3 separate regions of the Sus scrofa genome follow, and all the other regions are linked to region 2. A link is a contact called in public Hi-C and HiChIP or PLAC-seq data. All regions are on one chromosome and are shown on one strand. Each heading gives the region's core, a stretch centred on a gene start, on an enhancer-like site or on the middle of the called end of the contact. The rest is flanking DNA. Distances are from core to core; before and after follow the strand shown. Region 1 overlaps ZBTB20 (zinc finger and BTB domain-containing protein 20). Region 2 overlaps ZBTB20 (zinc finger and BTB domain-containing protein 20). Region 3 overlaps ZBTB20 (zinc finger and BTB domain-containing protein 20).

Region 1 (3,720 bases), core at 12-2,511, 510 kb before region 2:
AGTCATACTGGATTAGGGCCTTGTGTAATTATTTCATTTTGACTTGATTACCTCCTAAAGACCTTATCTTCAAATAAGGTCACATTTTGAGGGACTTGGGGTTAGGACTGTAACACATCTTTCTTTGTGGCAGACATGAACTCAACTAATGGGTTAAAATAGTTAACACCTACTGAGTGCCTTTTATATTCCAGGTGATGTTATATATATATATGCTATTGATGATTCTCACAACAGTCTATTAGGTAAATGTTATTTTCCCCATTTTACAAGTGAAAAATCTTAAACTCGGAAATAAGCAGTTTGTCCAATATCATATAGCCAATAAATATTAAATGCCAGTATGTGAACCCAGAATTCATTTCTGCCTTTTCAGTGGATAAGCTTCATAATAACTCAGTCAAAAGCCTCCAAATACGTGGAGCATTTAAGCTTTTTTTTTTTTTTTGGTCATTAGGGCTTATGCCAAAGGACATTTTATCCATCAAAACTGGTGCATCATGCTATTGTGTAAATGCCCAATAAATATTGACTGCCTATATCTTCGCTTCTGAATTTTTTGCTGACAGTTGTTTTTGAGGGCTTAGTATTCTAGCTCTCCTGTACCTGATGGAGACAGGATGGATTCTGAACATAGACTACATGGGTTGGTTCTGGCCCTAGTTTGTATGGATGGCATTGAGAGCCAAGTCATGACTTGCCCAGAGTCTGCTACTCAGTGCATGTGCACTTTGTTCTCCTTTCTCTCATTTACCTCATTGTTTTTTTCTTTTACTTTTAACAGGTAATTTGGGATTCTCCCCCCCCCTTTTTTTTTGCAATCCCTGCCATGAGTTATTCTTAGTGTCAAAAAAACAAAATAAGGATATCTGCTAGGTGAAATCCAGTGCTGCCATAGGTATTTACCATAAACTGGTCACAGATTGTTGTTACTCATTCACACTGAAGAGCAAGGGACATTGTGCACCTTATTTTATCTATCTTACCAATGGAACAGTTTGTTCTCACTTCGAAGTTTTAAAGCAGAACTTGTTCGTGACCCAATTTCACTAATAATTCTCTTAAGTAACCCTTGTACTCATTTATAAGATTTTTTTTTCCACCCACTGTCTGTCTAGCCTGGTTTAAAAATTTTATATATGTACTTTTTAAAAATTGATTAGCTGGAGAGCTGCCCATTCCTCTGTGCTGTATAATAAGGATTTTAAAACTGCACACTGAATTCTGTATAGTGTAATTAAAACTGACCCACATTTGGACCTGAGTACACCAGGACTTAGCCAAACTTGCCATGAGCTGAGTTCTGGTGGCAGATGGGAACTAATGAGGACACACTCCACTCCAGAATTTCCCAGCTGCTTGGCCCCTTTTTGTACAAACAAGGTTTGGAGCGAAGTCCGGATCCCAAGAGCATGTTCAGTAAATGTGCTGTACCCAATGATTTGGGAAGTGTTATCACAAAAATCAGGCTGTTTCAAGGTATCCTTAAGACCTCAGCTACTGTGAGATTTTAAACATAAAAATTCAAAGGAACCTTTTGTGCTCGCTCCAATTTTTAATTTTAAAATGAATTAAAAGCAAAGTTCCCCCTACGCCATCTTTTTTCCTGTGCCTGGTGATAGAATGATCACTTATACCCAAACCTGGAGATTTGCAGGTGGTTATCTCTGGATAGACTAGGTCTCCTTGCAACCTACGAATCTCTTCAACTGGTTTGATGTCCTGGGACTATTCAGGCAGATGTAATTGAATCAGTTTGAAGCAGCTGTAGCTGGCATGTGGTCTCTCAGATTGCTAGCACCTGCTTGTTTTTTTGCAACTCACTAGAGTGAGAGAAGTGCCAAAACCAGCATTGGTCTTGGAGCAGATAAAGCACTTCAAATCCTATATTCCATTCTCCTTCCAATCTAGCCACATCACCATCGGTGCCTGAATTAATAAAACCCTTTTCATGATTATGTCCGAGGTATACTTTCCCTTCCCATTCTTCTGTGTTGAGATCCTGACAGTATTGACCACACTAGTCCAAAAATATAAGGGAGTATAATGGTGATCAGGTGGCTTTGGGGCTCTCTTATCATTAGACAACTGGGTAGCCTGTGGTTTGCAGAATCATTTAAATGAACATACCAAATTCATTTGCTGTTCCAGCACAGTCTTACTGGCACAGAGAATGAGCAGTTAATGTATAACAAACTGTGAGCTGTTATGGAATATGATAAATACATTTGCTTAGTGGGGGGAATGTAAAATGGAACTACTTCTCTAATGTACCTCTAAATAATAAACATGGATTTCTTCAACACTTACTATGTGCAAGAGGATGCAGAGTACTAAAAATGGGATAAAAATCCTAGGACACACTAAATATATAAAATATATTTTTAAAGATACATACTCAGAATTGCTTTTAAAGTTTTAATTCCACTTTTTAAATGCTTATTTTCTTTATCTTCTGTTTGTTCCATTATTGGGACAACATTATTTGGCAGGCATATATTTAATTCTTAAATATTACCAATTTCTTAGTGTTCAGTTTGAACCTGGAGATGATAAAGACAACATATTTACCTAAAATTTATAGTTTGTGTAGCAAAGTTTCTTTAAAATTGATAATCTTTGAGATAAGCCAAAAGATAAACTGATTTTATGAATAATAGTAATAAGAGTGAATTCTAAAAATGGCATTCGGTTTTCATCAGCAGAAGCTTATTTTGCAAGGCACAACTAGATACTATGGACATAAAAATTTGTACAAGGTCTTTGACTTTAAGAACATTATGATATACTTGAAGAGACATGATATAAATTAGAAAATAAAAGTAAGTGTCTCAGTATTAAATGCATGCTCAAGACCTGGATTTGGTGTCAAATGAATGCTGTAAAAGTAAAAATATCAGCACTCTTGTCAAATAAAGGCTCTAGACTCAATGTCTGCCTACTCCCCGTCCCTGCCCATGAAGGACATCACTAATCCATCATGGTTCTCTCTGCCACTAAACCAGAACTTTATATAAGAATTCTCCTAAAGACATCACTTTAGCTAACCATTACCAATTGACGAAAGTTGATTTAAGGTAAAACCCATTTGTCATCACTGAAAAAAATCATTAAGTACTAAATATAATCGGTGGAAATAAGAGCTCAGTGAGCTGCAGGTAAGACACAGGACTTGAGCCAGGTCTTGAAATAACATGAAGCATAGGACTTATTCACAGATTTATTATGCACTTTTAATGGAACATTATACCTATCTAAAAAGAAGAATTTAAGAAACACTCTGTAATCCTGACATTACTAATACTGTTGAATCATTATTTCTCAATAAGTTTTCTTTCATTTATTACAACTATTTAATATAAATAATTTATGAGGTAATTGTTTTATAATGATCCATTTTAAACATTGCCTTTTAATATTTTTTATTTATCCATACATCCATCCATCTATTCATTCACATATTCAATATAAATCATTCCAGCTATAGACATAATTGTATTTGTTTTCTACCTGATTATAAGAGTACCATATAATCACTTACATCTTACTGAGGTTACAAAGTGTTTGGACACCAATGCCTTTGAAAACAATTCAAATATAAATAGACTCACCTCTGAGTTGTAAGAACCATTTACTTCTACCTTTAGAATATTTGGTGACTAAGAGGTTGATCAGAAGATTGGCTAACTAATATATGTTGACTTCAGAAACAATTTAGTT
Region 2 (3,495 bases), core at 821-3,320:
GGTGCCCTCCTGCTGGAAGGGCCCTCAAGAGAGTTCTTCACACCCACCCTCCCTCAACTAGCTGGACAGTAGAAAGATGTGTCGAATAACAAATTCCTGGCTGAATGCATAGTGGATTAAATGAACGAAGGATGAGTTCACCCCTCCAGAAGTCTCTGCCATCCCACTTGAATAGAAAGCTAACTTTGAAGCCACTCTGTTCTCCGTGGCACGATTTCGTACATAACTCAGCTTCGGAATATGGTTGCCATCTGCTGCCAGTGCACAGGACTAAGGAAGTATTAGAGAGGGTAGGGGAAGGACGGTAGAGAAGAAAAGAGACACTCAAAACAAGCTAATGATCTCCTTTGTGTTGGAATCTAGGTTTCAGAACATCAGTCTTGTACTTCAAGAACAAAACACCAGTGTGTCTTAGACCACACCAGGCGCCGGCACATCAGATAAGACCTGTGCTGTGTGGCTCAGCCACCGAGCCTCAAGAAGTTCTAAAAGTGAAATTAAAGGAGCAAACTGAGGAAACTGAAAAGAGAAAGGCTTTAGGGTAAAACACAATCAGGAGGGCTCTGCAGATATGTGTCTTAGGGTTACATTAGTTCAGAAATTAATCTGCTCATTAAAGAGCTGGCAAATGCTGTAAATCCCAGGAATTTAAGAATCTGTAGAAGAAAGGAGACACTTCTATACACTCTGAATACATGGTGATTCTTTAGAAGACACTCAGGGTGAAAGTGACCCAGCTATTATGCATTATTGGGGATTTAAACTGTTGATTAAGAGTTAGAAATGGCTGTACTAGAGGCATGGGTGGGTGGTCCTTTAGAAACAGAAAAGGCTGTCAAGCAAAGCCAAGTCAGCCAGAGAACATCTCGGAAAGGCAACGAAGGGCCCTCGGACCTTCCTAGTTTCCCTGATATCTGTATAAATTGTTAGCTATGGCACCGAATCATACTGCTAGTTTATATACTGAAATGATGTGAAATAATTATTCATCCGGGGATATACACTAGTGAAAAAAAAGTACAGTTAACTTTGCTTTTAAAAAGCAAGTTAAAGCTAGTTAAAGCAGGTATTGTTAATATCTTCAGCAGTTCTGTATTTCAAGTTTGAGAATTTGCAAGGTGGGGAGAAGGAAATCCTTTTGGCCCTGCAAGGAAATAATCTCATCCAAGATGTATATAATCTAAATTTAGAAGCACTGACAAACCTAAGCATGCAAAAAGTCACTTTAGGGAGAACGAAGTGATTGCCAAGCAGTATGTCACACACAGTGCCTTGGTGTGGCTGAAACAGTAAATATTTGTTGGCTCTGGGAGCTCTGGCCTTGACTTCTGTCTGCCATCAGGAACAAGTCATACAACTGTGACTCAACCATAATTAGAATATTAGTAATGCCTTAAATCTATCTTGCATACAGTTTCTCTTCTTCGGAATGCTTCGTGCCTTCACATTCTGTTTGTCCTGTAACATCCTTGTGAAGCACAGACATCTTTCTTTTGCACGTGGAATAACTGGTCCACAAAGGAATAACAATTCTTTGTCTTGAAATATGAAATGATTGATAACCATTATATGACACAGCTCATTGTATTATTTTTCACATTATTTCAGGTTCCCCAAGCAAAGGACATATTTTATCTTTCTCATTATTATTTTTAATTGGTTTTCAGAAAAGTTGAGATAAAAACAGAATTTAACAAATATCCCATGGAGATAGTTGATGTTCTCTTTTCTTTCAAGAATAAATTAAGACCTTCTCTGCTTCTCTCTCCTGGCTCTCTCGGCAAATAGTCAAAATCCCATGCCAATTTTCAAATGAATAAGGGTTCATTCTAATAACTGGCTCACAGTCCCCTCTACTAAGGAAACAGCCTTGTAAATTCATGTCTGGAACCTGCCGAAGTTACTTTTGGTTATAAACCTTAACAGTTTGACCTGAAGGTTTTTAAACATGACTAATATGTGACCTGGTTGTGAGTTCAGCAATAAATTTATACCCAGTATGTGAAAGGCCAAAGAGAAAACTAGAGCCTTTTATTCTCTCTGGTGACCTGCACTAAATATTGCATATTTACTTTGTAAATGAGGACACCCAGTGGCCACCAAGTGAAAAGATTCTAAACAATCCCTGACACTGTTTATGCAAATATAAATACCCCTTATCAAAGCTGATTGATAGATATCTCTGTAACATCTGTTACCAAGCAGTTTAGCTTCCCTAAGTTAGGCAAGAGTGGTAGGAATTTGGCCTGATCTTTTTTTTTCCTAATTTACTGTCAACTTTTATTTATTTATTTTTCATTTTATTGTAGTTGCCTTATAATGTGTTAATTTCTGCTGTACAGCAGAGTGATTCAGATATATCTGTATTATTTCTCATATTCTTTCACATTTTGGTTTCTCACACGATATTGAATATAGTTCTCTGTGCTCTACAGTTGGACCTTATTGTTTATCTATCCTATATACACCAATTTGCATCTGCTCATCCCAAACTCCCAATCCTCCCCGACACCTGCAGCCATTAGGTCTGTTCTCTATGTCTGTGAGTCTGTTCTGTTTTGCAGATATGTTCATTTGTGTTGTATTTTAGAGTCCACGTATAAGTGATGTCATATGATATTTGCCTTTTTCTTTCTGACTCACTGCTTAGTATGATTATCTGTAGGTCCATTCATGTTGAGTGAGTAGTATTGTGTGTGTGTGTGTGTGTGTGTACATACACATTTACATATACACCACATCTTTATCCATTCCTCTGCTGAGGGACATTTAAGTTATTTCCATGTCTTTGGCCTGATCTTTTTTTTTTTTTTTTTTTTTTTGCTTTTTAGGGCCACACCTGCTGCATATGGAGGTTCCCAGGCTAGGGGTCGAATCAGAGCTACAGCTGCTGGCCTACACCAGAGCCCCAGCAACGCCAGATCTGAGCTGCATCTGCAACCTGTGCCGCAGCGCACAGCAATGCCGGATCCTTAACCCACTGAGTGAGGCCAGGGATGGAACCCGCAACCTCATATTTCCTAGTCAGATTCGTTTCCGCTGAGCCATGACGGGAACACCGACTCGATCATTTTTATATCACATCACAGATTAGTCATCTCTTCTCACTTTGAGTTACAAGGTGTGGCTCATCTTTAAGTTCCAATGAATCTTCAATGATAGGAGGACTTAATGAGCTGTCTCTTGGGGGAAGTGGAAGCAGAGAGATGAGGACAGTATGGTATGTGTCCAAAATCATTAATGAAGGAGCACAGATTGTGGGAAATACAGTGAACACATGAAAAACCAATTACCTTAGACCCTGAATTCATACTGAACATTGAAAGTCCCAGATGACTGGGAGTATGGTAATAAAGGACAGGAAGAAGAACATTACCCAGAACTGAAAGGACGGAACACCCCTGGGGCTCAGCCTACAGACATAGCCCAGAGAAAAGGCATACTCCTGGGAGCAGTAAGGCCCCCACACATTGTGAGCACCTTTGTGATGTGAGG
Region 3 (3,609 bases), core at 248-2,747, 710 kb before region 2:
TAAGTGTGATGAAAGAAAACAATTTTCTCTCCAACCCACAATAAAAGCCATCTGACCTATTGGACACAGCGCTCTCTTTTCCCTATGCCTATTTAAAACAGATCTATCTAAATTTCCCCTCTACTCCAAGACAGCGTTCAGGGGTACTGCCTAGAGGAGCATATAGAAGAGAAAGTCACATTTCTAATATAGTTACTGCCAGGTTTCCTTCATACCTTTTTCCTTTAAAGCCTTGGTTTGGAGTTGTGAGCAGATTTTTGTAGTTGGTGGACAGATTTCATTTATTTTAAAAAGAAAACTTCCCAACAAAGCATTCCATAGGCATGCCACAAAACAGCATCATGAGTTTAATTAAATGGATGTAATGATCAACTAAGTTTGTGTGTATATTTATGTGTGTGTGTGCATGTGCATTTGTTTCCTCTCAAAATAAAGTTAAATACTTTTTGTATGAAACAAAACAAAAATGACTCTAAACTTCCCATCAGTCTGAATGGATTCAGATTTCTTTTTAGAATGGCTTTCTGAAACCATTTTTGTATTTTTTTTGCCAGAGCATTCTATTCCATTCCCTGCCCACTTACTGCTTAGCTTTTTAAGTGTTAAATAAATGTGAATAATTTGTTACTTTTTTAAAGCATGTTTTTATTAACAGGCTGAGAATATAGCCATGAATATAAGGTTGTGCTAGGATTTATGTATAATCCTATCAATTTAGCATGAAAATATGTGAATGAAAGTTTTAGAAACGAATTTTTTTTACCTAGTATGTTGAAAGAAACCCTATGGCGTGGTAAACAAAACACAACAACAAACAAACAAAAGAATAGTGCCTTGGAGAACATGAGGTAGTAACTAATGCCAAAAATTGGTTAAATTTGGAAGCCTGGTTTCTAGTCCTAACTGACTATATGATTTGGAATAAATCATAATCTCTATGTTCCTCAGTTTCCTTGCCTATAAAATGAAGGGAACCTATCTCTTTTAGATTTTCTTTTATCTCATTGTATGCTTTTATTTTATTTTGGCCACATTCATAGCATGTGGAAATTCCTGGGCCAGGGATCAAACTCAAGCCACAGTGGTGACAATGGTAAATCTTCAACCGCTAGGCCACTCAGGAACTCCACATGTGCTTTTATTTTACATAGCTGTATATATAGGTAATTCTGCCTGCATTTTCTACCCATAAATCACAAGTATATGAAGAGAAGTTAGGTTGGTAACAATGGAAGAATAAAGGGAATTTAGGTGGACTGAGAAACCCACATGTGCTTTAATTTTTCGGTTATTGTCCTCAACTTAAGTAGATATCACAATATAATTGGGTCTATTTAGTAGTTTAATGAATGCACTAAACCGAAAGTTGTCATCTGTCAGACAAAGTGACATAATTGCCAATGGGTGGTTTGATAAAAGGGCTGCTTTTAACTGATTGAAGCACAAAATGGTTACTGTGGCTTCATTCCTCCCCACTGGCCACTAGATGGAGAGGTGGTCCATGTCCATGGCCTTGCCCGTGGTAAACAGCTCACTTCCAACTTTATATTGACAAAGCTGCACTATATGCATTTGAACATGTCTGTGAACACACACATGACATTTTGCAGAAACCATCAGAGAATATGTTCTCTTCTATACAGGCATGATGTGATATTCATGAAATGCAAAAAGATTTGCTCCTTCTTTGGCCATTATTAATGCTGGTAGACTTAGGAGAGGGCCAGTAATACAACTCTAGTTTTAGTTGTCACAGTAGAGCTTTTTCCTTTTTCCAATTTGTCCATTTAGAAAGGGTTCTGAAATGAATGTCAGCACCACAGTGCCACCTTGTGTCCCTGTTGCTGTGAGAGTAACTGGTGCATGACACAGTGAAAAGGAAAGAACAGGACATTTGCAAAAAATTGGCAAATTGTTTCAAGCTCTGATTTTTCAGTAGCTGCACAAAAATCTATGCTTTAATGTGTTTGGCAATGCTTATTACCCAAAGAGAAGTTAGGATGTAGTTCACTTTACCCCTTCTCCCATCTCATTGTATATTAAAAATACTTTAAAAATTCCAGCCACAAACAGAGATGTGTCTATTTAGAATTTGGCATGAAGAAGGCAGGAATTGTCAGAGATATTCACCTAATTCTTACCACTTATAAAGCCTCAGCTTGATCAGTTCAGACAGTGAGGCAATCCTTCCTGCACATTCTCAGAGTAACTTTTATATGCATACCTTGGTAACATCGCTTTTCACATTGCATTGCCATTGTTTGTAATCATATCTTCCTACTAAACCATGAGTTCTTCCAGCATTGTGTTTGTATTTTATTCATCCTTCTGCCTCTAGAACTTTCTATGGCATTCAGCCCAGAGGCACTCAGATGTTTGCGGTCTGAATAAATGATTATGTGTCGCTTGTTTATAACTTCTCATTTGTTTTATTTTTTTAATTTTAAATAATTTTAGAACAGTTTTTCTCTTTGGAAAAATACCTTCTAAAACCACTTACTTTGCAAAGATCCCTTTATAAATTTTCTTTCACATTAAAAATGATTTTGAAAATCTTTCTGACTTTGAAAACAATGTATTGCCTTTTCAAAAGTGTATATTGTAGTTGAGTTTGGGGTAAAGATAGTTATCCTCTATTTCTACCTCTATGACAAATTTGCTATCTTATCTTTGATAAGATACTTATCTTTTCTAGGTTTGTTTCCCATGCATAAAATGGTAAGGCTGGACTAGTTGATTTTAAAGTACTTTTTATTCAAGATTTTTAATAGGGTTTAGACATATGTCAGTATTACTGTAGTTGAATATTTTTTTAATAAAGTCCCATGATAGCTAGCCTTTGAAAGTACCATTTAATATCTCCTGTTTTAAAAGAGGAAACTAAGGCACAAGGTCTTTTCTTCTAAAGGGCAGAACTACAAATGGGCAAGGTAAATAGTATTATAATTGATGGACATTCCAATTGTTATTTTTGTTTGATTTTTGGTTAGTTGAGCTCCACTTTCCGTAAATCCTTTCACTATAAAATAAATAAATTATGATACATTTAAATGGCAAGATAAACCTATGCATTGGTACAGGACTATAGACTAGCAATTTAGATTTTTATGCTATTTAAACTTTTTTTTTTAATAACATGTAAAAAGCGAGTTCTTAGTTTTAAATTTCAGAACTTTTGCATGGAATTTTCATCTCTGGTTTTCAGTCCATATATTATCTTAAACAGCAAACTCTATGATTTTGGGCAAGTTGCTTAGGCTTGTTAAGCCTGGTTTTCTTATCTGCAGAAAGGTGATAATAAATGTTACCCTTCCTATCTACCTCACATACTTATTGTGAAATTAAATGACAATGTATATGGAATTTCTTTATAAATAGTAAAGCACTATACCGATTTAATAATAGTTTTTATTGCTCTAATTAAGAAAGGGATGACTAATAGAAACCTAAGACAAACAAAATTTTAAAAACACTGAAATTTATGTCATTTTTTTCTTAGTGGTATAGGCTCTTTGGAGGTGGCTTGATATGATTACCCAGTTTCCTAGGTTTTGATTTTAAAACCTGTAATAATGATGATGATGATGATGTGCTTATGAACCTAAAGTT

The links. A called contact is a pair of places that touch in the nucleus more often than the background predicts. HiChIP or PLAC-seq counts read pairs in DNA pulled down with a chosen protein or histone mark.
Region 1: an H3K27ac HiChIP or PLAC-seq map of skeletal muscle shows a contact between it and region 2, with 7 times the contacts expected there. The contact joins two enhancer-like sites. A contact is called at or near these places in 1 of 47 Hi-C or Micro-C datasets (fetal heart ventricle) and 1 of 2 datasets of contacts at active chromatin or transcription factors (skeletal muscle).
Region 3: a Hi-C map of skeletal muscle shows a contact between it and region 2, with 2.8 times the contacts expected there. The contact joins two enhancer-like sites. A contact is called at or near these places in 9 of 47 Hi-C or Micro-C datasets (embryonic fibroblasts, epiblast stem cells, fetal skeletal muscle and 5 more) and 1 of 2 datasets of contacts at active chromatin or transcription factors (skeletal muscle).

Annotation. Positions count from the first base shown.
Region 1 is chr13:145,101,985-145,105,704 of Sscrofa11.1, forward strand. The region is part of intron 2 of ZBTB20 (zinc finger and BTB domain-containing protein 20); the gene reads left to right. Among named protein-coding and RNA genes, the nearest start is that of ZBTB20, 250 kb to the left of the region's middle. Within about 2 kb of position 1,262, at least 9 of the 83 cell types and tissues checked have an H3K27ac peak or open chromatin away from gene starts, as enhancers often do. A contact at or near this core is called in skeletal muscle, where this site is marked.
Region 2 is chr13:145,615,606-145,619,100 of Sscrofa11.1, forward strand. All of the region lies in intron 8 of ZBTB20 (zinc finger and BTB domain-containing protein 20), which reads left to right. Among named protein-coding and RNA genes, the nearest start is that of DRD3, 150 kb to the right of the region's middle. Within about 2 kb of position 2,071, at least 17 of the 83 cell types and tissues checked have an H3K27ac peak or open chromatin away from gene starts, as enhancers often do. A contact at or near this core is called in skeletal muscle, where this site is marked.
Region 3 is chr13:144,909,849-144,913,457 of Sscrofa11.1, forward strand. The region is part of intron 2 of ZBTB20 (zinc finger and BTB domain-containing protein 20); the gene reads left to right. Among named protein-coding and RNA genes, the nearest start is that of ZBTB20, 56 kb to the left of the region's middle. Within about 2 kb of position 1,498, at least 18 of the 83 cell types and tissues checked have an H3K27ac peak or open chromatin away from gene starts, as enhancers often do. A contact at or near this core is called in skeletal muscle, where this site is marked.